Linked DNA regions of Sus scrofa: region 1 is linked to region 2. A link is a contact called in public HiChIP or PLAC-seq data. All regions are on one chromosome and are shown on one strand. Each heading gives the region's core, a stretch centred on a gene start, on an enhancer-like site or on the middle of the called end of the contact. The rest is flanking DNA. Distances are from core to core; before and after follow the strand shown. Region 1 overlaps POLA2 (DNA polymerase alpha subunit B). Region 2 overlaps LOC102163816 (a long non-coding RNA gene).

The links. HiChIP or PLAC-seq counts read pairs in DNA pulled down with a chosen protein or histone mark.
Region 1: an H3K27ac HiChIP or PLAC-seq map of alveolar macrophages shows a contact between it and region 2. The contact joins two enhancer-like sites. A contact is called at or near these places in 2 of 2 datasets of contacts at active chromatin or transcription factors (alveolar macrophages and skeletal muscle).

The regions. Positions count from the first base shown.
Region 1 is chr2:6,925,519-6,931,782 of Sscrofa11.1, reverse strand. POLA2 (DNA polymerase alpha subunit B) reads left to right here. Exons shown (of 18, transcript XM_013994111.2): 11 at 1,421-1,545; 12 at 2,121-2,159; 13 at 2,952-3,025; 14 at 5,822-5,930. Among named protein-coding and RNA genes, the nearest start is that of POLA2, 22 kb to the left of the region's middle. Within about 2 kb of position 3,987, at least 61 of the 83 cell types and tissues checked have an H3K27ac peak or open chromatin away from gene starts, as enhancers often do. A contact at or near this core is called in alveolar macrophages and skeletal muscle, where this site is marked.
Region 2 is chr2:6,766,670-6,772,817 of Sscrofa11.1, reverse strand. The region is part of intron 2 of LOC102163816 (a long non-coding RNA gene); the gene reads right to left. Among named protein-coding and RNA genes, the nearest start is that of SCYL1, 36 kb to the right of the region's middle. Within about 2 kb of position 4,692, at least 66 of the 83 cell types and tissues checked have an H3K27ac peak or open chromatin away from gene starts, as enhancers often do. A contact at or near this core is called in alveolar macrophages and skeletal muscle, where this site is marked.

The sequences.
Region 1 (6,264 bases), core at 2,738-5,237, 160 kb before region 2:
GTTTGCGGTAATTTGGTGCAGCCGTGCTAGGAAACTATGTTAGGAGGCCAGGGATCTTTGGATTTTGTTGTAAGTTACGGAACCTGATTCAGACTGAAAAGAGAGTTGGTTAGGGGAGATCCAAGTAGCTCAGAGACTGGACAGATGGCTGGAACCGGCTTACAACCCGGATTAGGGCCCCGGTGGCTCCAGAGGGTCCAGGTAGCAAGGATAACCCGACTCTCATCTGGGCACCTTCTCGGGGACAGGTCAGCACCAGCCTGTTTTGTCGTTGGTTCATTCACCTTAAGATTCCAGAACCCAAGGAGAGTGTGAGTGGCTTGAGCTGGGTCCCCTGCCAGCTCCTGGGCCGGGGCGGGGGGACAGTGCACCTGCTCTACAGCCCCGCCTAGACGGCCTTGCGTAGGACAGGCTGGTTCTCTGAAAGGGGAGCAGGTGCTGTGACGAAAAGGGAGCCAAAAACAAGCCCCTGTGCCCATCACACAAGAGTCCCGCATTCCAGCCTGTCGTCCTGGGTACTGTGGTGCCCCAGATTCTCCAGCCACTCTCGCCCCCGCCCCATCTGCCCCTCAGGGAGCACACCCAACCTCTGTGCCATCTGAGGCTCCCAGAAAACTCCACTTACATGTGTCAACAAAGTATCTAAAAGACACATCTCTATGATTCCCCTTAAATGAGGTTCTGAGAGTCATGAAAATCGGAGACAGACTGTAGGATGGTGGTTGCTGGGGGAGCGGGGAGTTCGTGTGCGATGGGAACGGAGTTTCAGTTTTGCAAGACGGGAAGGCGTGTGCAGAGGGTGTAATTGCACAGCCTTGAGTTATACTTACCACTGAAGTGTTTCCTTTAAGATGATGATGCTTTTATGTTATGTATATTTTGCCACAATTAAAACAAAAACAAACCCCGTTGGGAGGAAAGCCATGGAAGCAATGCCACTTTGATCCGTTCTTTCCTGACTGTCCCTTCCCTCCCGTCACTCGTGCCCTGCTGGGAAACGTCTTTCGAGTTATAGTTATTTGCATACCTACCTCTCTGCCAGCTGACGAAGGATTTTTTTTTTTTTTCTTTTACTGGCTACCCCCATGACCTATGAAAGTTCCCGGGCCAGGGACTGACTCTGAGCCACAGCTGCGACCTATGCCACAGCTTTGGCAACGCCGGGTCCTTTAACCCACTGCACCAGGCTGGGGATCAAACCCGAGCCTCCACAGCAACCCAAGCCACTGCCGTCGGATTCTCAACCCTCTGTCCCATGGCAGGGACTGCTGACGGAGGATTCTTTGAGGGCAGAATGTGGTCTTGTTCCTCTCGGATTCCCGCGTTGCCCACATAAAGAGACTCGATGCATCGAGTTCTGTCCTTTTCCCACCATCCCAGGATCTTCTCGTCAGCACCTTAACACGCCTTTCGGTCTTAGATTCTGAGCAAATCATGGTCCTGGTGGCCTGTGGGCCGTACACCACGTCAGACAGCATCGCCTTCGAGCCCCTGCTCGACCTGATCACCGTCATCAACCGCGACCGGCCGGACGTCTGCATCCTGGTAGGGGCCCTCCTGAGACGGCTTCACTTGGGGAGGCTCCAGCCGGGAAACTGGGGAGTCGGGCTACGAACAAGGTCCAATGCGGTTCTCAATTAGTAGGAAGAGTGTCAGACTCCCCTCCTTTTAAAAAATATGTTTTAGTTCTTGGTCTACGTCTTCGGTAGGGTTTGGACAGGCTTCGTCCAAAGGCCCAAAATTCGGTGCCGCTCTTCATCGATGCCCCAGTTTCTTGCCTGTCTCCTCACTCCTGTTGTGAGCTCATCACTCTTGAATTCCCAACGTACTGCTGCGCAGAGCTAGACTTCCTTTGCTGGGTTGAAAAAGAAAAGATCCCAGTATCGTTATGGGGCCCCAGTGGTCCCCTCATCCAGGGGGATGTCCTTCTGCCTGGGATGTTGGCCGGGCGCCCCCGTCCCATCTGCTCCCTGTCCCAGGCTCTAGGGAGACCTTGGAGGGACAAGTGGACCCTGGGCAGAGAACTGCTTGCAGAGGGTACCCGAGGGCGCTCGCAGACACGTGCAGTTCTGATTTGTTCTTTTGGTACCTTTGTTCCCCCCCCTCGGGCTCATCTGCAGTTTGGACCTTTCCTGGATGCTAAGCATGAACAGGTGGAGGTAAGTGACCGGGCTGGGCTGCGGGAGATGCTCTTACTTTCACCTCCTGGAGTTTACCCTGCACCTGTAACAACTTACATGGGTGGCGGGGAGGGTGTAAGGGGAGGAGTACAGATATCGAGTCCTGGTCCCCCTCGAGTGTGAGGCAGGAGCTGCGGGTCCTGGAGCTGTGCCTCTGAGAGTGCCGTCCTGGCTGCTCCAGCTCCGTGACGCACATCTTGTTGTCCTTTGCGCATAAAACGCAAATGGCCCGTCTTGAGTTCCCCTTGTAGCTCAGTGGTAACACACTCAACTAGTATCCGTGAGGGTACGGGTTCGACCCCTGGCCCTCTCAGTGGGTGAAGGATCTGATGTTGCCATGAGCTGTGGTGTAGGTGTGCAGACATGGCTTAGATCTGGTGGTGGTGTGGCCGTGGTGTAGGCTGGCAGCTGCAGCTCTGATTCGACCCCTAGCCTAGATGCATATGCCGCAGGCGCGTCCCCACAAAGCAAAAACAAAAACAAATGGCCCTTCTGAGGACCTCACCTCCCTCTGTCTCGGGAGATTTGTACCTTCTCCAGAAAACCCTTCTTCCTCGTCTTTCCCTCAGCTACATTCAGGAGGATGAATTGTGCCCCCGTGTCCTTTCCTGCCCCCAACCAGACTCACTCCTGGAGGCCAGAGGGCCCGTCTTTTCCATCGTCGTGTCTCCTTCCTTGAGCTCCTCACTCAGCAGCTGGAGCCCAGCGTCACCGCACGAGTGAATAAGCAGCAGTTTACCCTGTAAATCTGTCTTTTTTTTTTTCTTGCAGAGCTGTCTACTGACAAGCCCATTTGAAGATGTTTTCAAGCAATGTCTGCGAACCATTATCGAGGGGACACGAAGGTCAGATTTCCCAATGCTGGACAGAGCCTCACACTCCTAAGCTCCCCTGGGGCCTCCCATTAAGAAACTGAAACTGTCCAAAAGTCACGGTAGTTCCCATCCTTTCATCCTTTGAACTCAGAGATCAGATGGAACTCTTGAACTTCAAGTGTGTAGATGCCAGTGAAGAGGCATCTCTTTAAAACACAAAGATAAACACACTTGAAAGGAAAAGGCTGCACAGGCTTTCTTTCTTCCCTTGCTCTTTCTTTACTTCCTTTTCTCACTCCCTTTTGGGTAAACCCATCTTCCGTGGGAATCTTCCCAGGCGAGGCTGAGGAGTGTTGGATGACTTACACAGCAAAATCCTGGGGCCTAAGGTCTTGTGAGAGGGAGCGTTTGGACCCAAGTCCTTCCCTGAGGCCGTGCTTCTCTCGTTTCATGGGCTTCGTATAAGCTCTCGAGAGGGTAGAGGTCCTGAGTCCTCGCCGCAGACCCAAGGACCGGCTCTCAGCGGCGAGGAGCCACGGGCGGCTGGGTTGGGAGGAAAAGCCTCTGCTCCAGGAAGGGCCTAAAGCCAGAATAGAAAGGTTGTCAGGAAGCTGACGCCCCACTTCCTGCCGCTTCCCTCCAGCACCAGGGTTCGAGAGGAAGTCCTGTAAGTCCTGGATCATCTCCTCTGGGAATTGTCCGCCCTGTAGCTGAGCTCATCAAGAGCCAACATTCCCCAGGCTAAGCCTTTAAAAATAAGTCCGCAACAAAGGTGGTTTTTAAAACAAGATGTATGATCTTCCGCCCGTGGGCCGTGAGAACTGATCCCAGAGTCAGTTAGCTGTGATTCAACCTCCTTGTACCAGCAGCGCAGGCCAGTGTCGTAGGCCTCTCGGAAGGACGGGGGAAAACCCCCTCGCTGACCCAGAGTCAGGGGACTTGAGTCACGCCAGTGCCAGCCGGCCGCTGGATCTGCCCCCGCTCCAGTGAGATGTCACAAGCGCCTTCCTTCTTCCCTCCAGGCTGGTTGTGACCTGGAGATTGGCAGACCCTAGCAGGTGTCCCTGGTTGGCCAGCCCTTGGTCCCCTCCGGGAGAGGCAGGGACTGCGGGGCAGGGCCCCAGCGCCGGCTGGGTGCTTTCCATTTGAGATTGGGTTCTGTTTTGGGTTCCTCAGCCCTTGTGGTATTGACAGCAGCGGCACAAACAAAGAACAAGCCCGGCATTGTTCCCCGGGGTGAGCGCCCAGCACCGCCAGGCACTTTCATCTGTGCGCCAGGGGGAGGGGGCTGCCCCGCCCTTCCCAAAATTCGGCCCTCCTGGGGGGGGGTTATTTTTATTCTGAGAGGTCAGAAATGCAATGCATTAAGCTGGTTTATCAGTGAAAACCAGAGCCTGCGAGGAAGCACTTCCTCCCTCCCTAGAGCCCAGCGGAGCTGAGGGAGCGGCCAGGACCCGCCCACCATGATGTATGAGGTTGTGCAACGCTCAGCATAGTTGGAATTTTCTCTCGCTCCCTCCCCCTGCAGCCGCTGTATAACCCTGAGCACCGGGGCCCTTTCTTCCTTAACCATTGCTCTGCCAGCGCCTGCACGGAAACAGCAGTTCCGTCTCCTAACGGCGGCCAGCTGTGCCCCTGCCCCTTGTGTCCCTGGGGACCTGGAGCTCGGACCGTCCCCTTCTGGTCACCCCCAACCCGTTTGCCGGACTTCAGCGCCCAAATAGGTGGACTTGGGTAGTTACGAGGGACTCTTCTTTTTCTTTTCTTTTTTACGGGGAACCTTTCCATGTCAAAGGGACTGTAAGTTGTAGGCACGGTACCTTTGTGGACAGAAATCTCAGTTCACACTTTGAGCAGGCATGGCAAACACACAATAAGTGTGACAACAGTCACCAACGCCTTGATCCCACTTGAGGAAGCAGCTCCGTATCGTACCTGCACAGGTACCTGCCCCTGCCTCTGCAAAACCACAGCATTTTTAGCAGGAGAGGGCGCTAGACATGAGAGCCCCCAGAGTGACATGTTCCGCCTGTTTGGTTTATCATGGGCCCCTCGGCCAAGGACAGCTGCAGGGACAAGGAGACGGAGGTGTCTCACCCCTTTCTTTTGTGCAGGGGACAAAGGACTGGCCCCCCGAGTCATGGGGTTTTTCTTCCCTTGTATGTTGTAACTCTAGAGATTCTCCTCCTGCCTCCATCAAAGGAAACATCTGCCATCTCTGCTTTTACTCCTGCTGGTAGACACTGCTTTCGTTTTTGTATGGCCGTCTGCTAAGAAATAGAAACCCAGGGCCCTGATTCCCCCAGAGAGAGGGGAGGGCAGGCTTCCGGAAAGCCGGTCGTGTCCCCAGACCCACTTAGCAGCCTGTCCCTCCCTAGGGAAGAGCCCCCAGGCAGGGAGGCTACGTGACGCCTCAAAGCCACATCTGTTCACACGGTGTGAAGAGGCAGAACTTTGGCTTCAGTCTGGCTCTGAGGATTTGTGGTCACATCTTTATCTTTCTAGATTTCCTGGCTCTCAAATCCTTTCCCCCCTTTTCTCCCAGCCAGTAGCCCCCTTCCCCTCCAGAGAGGGGAACACACGTCACGCAGTCAGGAGAAAGCGCTCCTGGGTGACCTGAGCCCCATCAAAGCGGTTGTGTGTCCACGGGGACAGGCCGCCTTTCATTCCCGCCTCCCGTGGGGAGCAGCCCCTCTCTTCGTAGAGGAGTTCCCTCCTGGAAGTCCTCCTGGAGGTGGGGTCTGGGGTCAGCCCTGTCCCCTGAAGTTGTCACCCAGCTGTTCTGACTCACCCGCATGCACCTTCCTTCCTCCTCTGACGATGCAGCTCCGGCTCCCACCTGGTCTTTGTCCCGTCGCTGAGGGACGTGCACCGCGAGCCTGTGTACCCGCAGCCTCCCTTCAGCTGCTCTGACCTGCCTCGAGAGGACAAAAAGGTACCAGCGCTCCCCCCAATCAGCACCTCCCAATCAGCAGGCAGCCAGAGTCCCGTGCACCAGAGGCGACCCCGCTCTGCCCACAAGTGGGTGGGAGTGCCCTTTGGAGGCGTGCATGGGGCCTGCTTTCTCATAACAGGCAAGTGTGGAGTTCCTGTCGTGGTGCATCGGAAACAAATCCGACTAGGAACCATGAGGTTGCGGGTTCCATCCCTGGCCTCACTCGGTGGGTTAAGGATCCGGCGTTGCTGTGAGCTGTGGTGTAGGTCACAGATGCGGCTCGGATCCAGCATCGCTGTGGCTGTGGTGTAGGCTGGCAGCTGTAGCTCCGATT
Region 2 (6,148 bases), core at 3,443-5,942:
GACCAAAGATCGGTTGGTCAAAGTTCCTTGAAGGCAGATGACTGAGGCTCAGGGGAGGAGACAGGGGTACAGCAGAGAGTGGGGAGAGGCCCTGGCCTGCGGGGAGGATGCCGTAGGTAGAGGGAAGAGGGAAGTGGCCATTGGAGGAGGCAGAATCAGCAGGAGTTGAGGCCCCTGTGAGGCAGCAAGAGATGAACCTCAGGCTGTAAAAGCCAGGGCAGCAGTCCTGCCTCACCTGCCTGTATCCCCCAGACCTTTCCAGACTCGGAGATCGAGGCCTAGGCACCGGGTCCCTCCAAACACCATTTCCGCCCGGCGCCCCCAGGCCCCTGCCCAGATCTCGCTTCTGCGCCTTTGGATCAGGGACCCGCCTGGCACTATGCAAGCACCAAGCTGGGCCAAGACGGCAGGAAAAGCTCTTCTCCAAGACCAAGGCGGACACAAACCAGGGAGTTCCCTCCAGCGAGACTCCTCCTTCTCAGCCAATTCGGACACCGCCCCGGGCCTTGACACACCCACAAATGACAGATCAGGGAACCGCCCAGGGCGATGGGACCAAGCAGTGAGGCTGCCCGTCTGTCCCCGAACAGGGTGTGGCCGGGAGGAGAGGCAGGGGTTTTTTCACAAGTCCAGGGACTCCCAGATGCCACCCGCCCCACCCCCGTCCCGGGCGGATGTTTACTAGGGCAGTCACATGAGGCGCCACGCGGACTGAGCCGCTGGATAGGAGCCCTGGATAGGAGCCGGAGAGGCGCCAGTCCCGGCCTGGCCTATCTCCCAGCGGAGAGGCCCCAGGGCAGGGTGGGGCGCGGAGGAGCGCAGGAAAGCCTCTCCCCTTCCCAGGGTCTGGATCTGGTCTTACCGATTGGGAAGCCCCAGGAGTCCGGGCTGGGGAGGGGAGTTAAGGGCAGGAAGGGGGTCTGGAAGGAACCTGGGACCTTCATGCTTTCATTGCTGGGGTTCAGGACAGGTGGGGTGGGGTCGTCAGGAGTGAGTGGAGGGGTAAGAAGGTCGGAGAGAGCCTGGGGAAAGCCTCTGGGGAGGGATGCGGGGGAGGGGGAAGGCCGGGAGCCTGTGCTGGGGGGTTGGAGAGAGGGAACGAGGGTCTACACACTGGGCTCTCATCCACCCCTAAGCAGCTTTCAAGCCCTTGCCGTGCCTCCGATGGTACTGGCACCCCAGGAAACTCAGGCCTCAGCCTCTCCCGCGTGGTCCTCCTCCCTTCCCGGACACACACAGGGCCAGCAGCCTTCCCTGGCACCCAGCCCCATCCACCGCGTGGCATCCGGCCCTTTCACATCCCCTCCAAAGCCCTCTCCGGCCCTGCCTTTTGGGCTGCGCCTGTCCTCTTCCTGTTCCACGGGGCGCTCTTACTCGCCCCTGTGCCTTTGCACACGCTGTTCCCTGCACCTGGACTGCCCTCTCTGCAACCGCTCTTCTCTCTGGGAGACTCCGGAGTCTCCTACCCAGATACAGAGCAGTCCCTTCCGGAATGCCTTCTCTACCACCAGCTCCACTCTAAGCCACTTTCCGGCCTCATCGGACCAGGAACCAAAGCGTGCGCGCTGGACTTGTCACTTGCACTTAAAGGGCTTTGAGGCGGGGAACCGCACAGGGCTGAGCGCGGAGTGGGCAGGTCCCTCGCCTCTGTGGGAATCAAGAGACACTGGGCGGGGTAGAGGGGGCACAGCGTGGGAGGGAAGGAGGAGTGTGGGGCTCCGGGCTCTGCCTGCCCCAGGTTGGGGCTGAGAAGTGGGGCGTCCGGAACTGCGAACCACCCTGGTGCTGGCGCCCCCTCCCCTCCCCGTCCTCCTCCAGCCGCTGGGGCGCGGGCGGCTGCCCAGGGGCTGTGCTCATTCGGCGGCGGAAACGCAAGAACCCCAATTGCGGCCCCCGCGCCCCGCCTCGCCTCCCTGGAGTCAGAGCTAGCGCCGCCGCCCTCCCGACGCCCGGCTTCTCCAGGCTGAGCTCCGCCGGAGGGAGGCGCAGGCGCTTTGCAGGTCTGGGGACCTGGGAGACAAGAGCGCCTGGACTAGATTAGCGGCTTCGGAGGCGCCGAGGGGTCTAGGTTCAAAGCGGTTAAGCACACAGTCCCAGCGAGTGTGGATTGCTTTGTTCAGATCTGACCCCCCCGCCCCCCCCAGGTGCAGGTTATTTTGGGTGAGCCTCACGCACTCTGGGATGGACCTCAGACCTCACCGCTCTAAGGTGGGGCCTCAGACAAGTGGCCATCCAGCAGATCCTTGGTTCCTCCCGGTAATAAGGCTCTCACTACCTATTACTACTAACAAAAGTTCTTAAATTATCACCCCCCTGGCTCATTTATTCATTCAGCAGATGTTTGCCAAGCACCTACTGTGTACTGGTTTAGATAAATATCCGTGACAAAAAACCAAGCCTTTTGGTTGATGCTCCAGGATTCTTCTGAGTGTGTGGGTTGCTTACTCCTGGAAGCCCTCCAAGCTCTGCCCTCTGCCTTAAGCCCAAGCCTGTCTTCTTTGCTCTAGTACCCCTAGCTTTCCCCTCATCAGCACTGATCACACCCCCACTTTCTTAACCCAGAAAAGGTGGAACCCCTTCTGGTTGGGACTTGACCAAGGCTTTTGCTGATGACTAGTTCACCAACCCCCAGTGAAAGCTGAATCCGGAGCTTTGAAAAATTCCCTCAGCTTCCAGCTCTCACTGGAGCGAGGCTGGTCCAGGGGAAACCCGGCTCCTGTGTGGCACAGCCCCGAGCGCAGGTATCATGGGCAAAGCAAGTGTGGTACGGGAAGCCAGGACTCCAGGAGCTGCCTGTCTGAGATTAAGTCCAAAAGTCAGAAGCCCTGGAGCCCCACCTATGAAGAAGGAGATGGGCATGTGTTTTTGTTTTTTGGAGGTTTTTTTGTTTTTTTGTTTTTGTCCTTTTAGGGCTGCACCTGTGACATATGGAGGTTCCCAGGAGAGGGGTGGAATTGGAGCTGTAGCCCCTGGCCTACGCCACAGCCACAGCAACTCGGGATCCGAGCTGCATCTGCACCCTACACCACAGCTCACAGCAACACCAGATCCTTAACCCACTGAGCGAGGCCGGAGATCAAACCTGTACCCTCATGGATGCTAGTCAGATTTGTTTCTGCTGAGCCAGGACAGGAACTCCCGGGCATGTGTCTTAACACGGGTAGTGCTGAGAATGGGGGGAGGGGGGACAAGGAGAGCAGCTGCGTATCTCACACCTGTAAGCCCAGGGCAGACGGCCACACTGGAGCCTTCCCCATGGACTAAGGGGAAGGAACCCCTCTCTCCCGCCCTGGGCCTGGGATACAGCCCACTGCCCAGGTCACCGTCTCCTTGACCCTGACCTGCTCTCCACCCTTGTTCTTCTTTCTGGCTGGAATTCCCCACCCCCGCCCCTTCTGGAGGCCTGTTCATTCTCATGCGTCGATGCCGGCTGCTCACTTTCTTTGTCCACCCCATCGAAAATCGGTCCCCTCCCCAGTTCCCTTTACCCCACCAGCTCACTTTCTTCAGAACACTTCCACTGCTGCTCTTCACCAACGGTTGCCCGACTCCTCCACGAGAATACCAGCTCCATGAAGGCAGACACCTCGCCTTTCTCCTGCCTTATTTCTACCAACTGTGCCTTGTATGGAGGGTGTTTGATGAATGACTGAAATTCTGTTCCAGAATCATATTAAGAATGAAGCTAGAAGTCAGGAAAACCAGGTTCTGCTCTGCTAATAATTTTTAAATGTCTCTTTTATTTATTTATTTATTTTTTTAATTTTCTAGGGCGGCACCCACAGCATATGGAAGTTCCCAGGCTAGGGGTCCAATTGGAGCTGTAGCTGCTGGCCTACACCACAGCCACAGCAGCTCGGGGTCCGAGCTGTGTCTGCGACCTACACCAGAGCTCACAACAACGCCGGATCCCCAACCCACTGAGTGAGGTCAGGGAACAAACCCACAACCTCATGGTTCCTTGTCGGATTCGTTAACCACTGAGCCACGCCGGGAACTCCTAAAGAGTTCTTTTACAGAAAGAGAAATGAAGTCCCTGGAGCTCTGTGTGAACTGCTGACGGTCCCAGAAGGCAGTGGTGACAAGAGGAAGTAGACTCAAAAAGGGCCTGGGGGTCGCAGGGCTCTGGGCTTTGCTAAACATGTTGGTATCTCCCCGGACTCCAGCTGATAGGGCCATTGCCCTATGCTAACCTCAGTGGCAGCCAATTAAAGACATGTGGTAGGTGCACAGAGCTTTACAGGTGACAAGGAGCATTTGCCACCTTAGTCCAGTTGGAGCCTTATTCCAGCCCTCGATGCTAGGACGGGGGTCCTACAGTGAATATTCCATTTCATAGAAAGCAACCAGGCACAGATTAGTAAACAAAGCTCCAAGCAGAGGCTCAGAAATTCTAACTGCTCTGCAAGCTGAGGGAGGTCCCCCTCAAAAGAAGAAGTCAGGTCAGTGTAAAGGGGCCGCCGCCCTCTTTGCCTTTGGAAAAGTGCTTCAACCGCAAAGAAGTCAACCACGAACTCCAAGGAGAACAGAAAGGAAAGCAGTTGCTATGGCAACATCTCTGCCAGCCTATTTTCCATCTTCCTCTGGTTCAAAACAACAGCTTCCAGCAGGTTCCGGCTGGGGGTGGGGAGCTAACTCCAGCCCAGCAACTACCCTTGGCCAATCTCCTGCCAGATTTCAGTGGCAAGAGGAAGGTGGCAGCCAATGAAGAGGCCTGGAGCTTGTGTCATGGGCCTGAAGCCAGAGTGGAAGAACCACGGGCTAGCGCATGTGACCGTTTCCATGGTGACCTCAGCTAGCAACCGCAATGGTCCTGTTTATGAGCGCTGGAAAATTCCATCCAGCCTCTGGCCTGAGTGTGTTACCTTCCCTGCCTCCTTCCTGCACCAAGGCAAAGATGAAGTCATCGCCACTGTCTAACCCCTTCCTGAGATGTGCCTGGCTCCAGTCAGATCTGGGGGAGGGGCAGGAAGGGGGCTGCGTGTGTAGGACAGGAAGGGGACGGGAAGGGAAGGCAGTGACAGCCACCTTTCTATGGCACATCATTTGAGCCAGCACTGTACTAAGTTCCTGACGTGGGAACTTAGCCCTGAGAAGGGGGTCCTGTTTCACTGAGGGGTAAACCTGATTCAGAGAAATGAAGTAACTTGCTACCGTCTCTGAGTATAGCCAGCAAGGGGAGGGACGAGCCCAGACTGACCGAGAGTGGGGCTCTCAAGCCCACGCTCACCACGGCCCCTCCAGAGTGCGTGAAGGGCTACAGAACCAGATGGGGTGGTGACAGGGACAGGGCGCCGGGGTGGGGGGAGAGCCACGGTCTTCTGGGGAGCTGGAGGAAGGTGACAGGTCAGCTGAGTGGAAGAACAGGAAGGAGACACCAGCTTGGCTCTGGGACACCCATGATGCCAGGCTGGGGCCGAGGGCTGGCAGGCGACGCCAGACAGGCCCCAGCGAAGGCTGCGGACGGGACCCAGGGCCGAGTCCTCGTCACGCTGCCTCTGAATGGCCATGCTGGGATTCTGGCTGGGGTAGGGGGAGAGGGCAAGCCTATAAATGTTCCTGCCAGACTCCTGCCGGGGATGTGCTGGCTTGGGGACCATCAGCGAGTACCCAAGGTGAGCCTCTCAGAGTCCCCAGCACCGCTGGAGGCCACACAGGACCGACTGTGTGGATGCAGCTAAGCTCTGTGTATTGCTGCTCTGACTGAGGCAAGGCCATAGGAAGACATGGACAGTATTTTCAAGGATAAGTGGGAGTTCCTGTTGTGGTGCAGCAGAAACAAATCCAGCTAGGAACCATGAGGTTGCGGGTTCGATCCCGGCCTTGCTTAGTGGGTTAAGGATCTGATGTTGCCATGAGCTGTGGTGTGGGTCAGAGACACGACTCAGATCCCACATCACTGTGGCTGTGGCGTAGGCCAGCAGCTGTAGCTCCGATTAGGCCCCTCGCCTTGGAACCTCCATATGCTTCGGGTGTGGCCCTAAAAAGCAAAAAAAAAAAAAAAAAAAAAAGGGATAAGTGCCCAACAGCAATCCAAGCCATAGGCCTTAGCTCAGGGTAACAACAGATGAGTCAGTCACGCCTGAGGGAAGGGCGTGATCACAGGAGTGCTGGTGAGGTCACTGGAACCTGATGGCCGCAGGCGTCT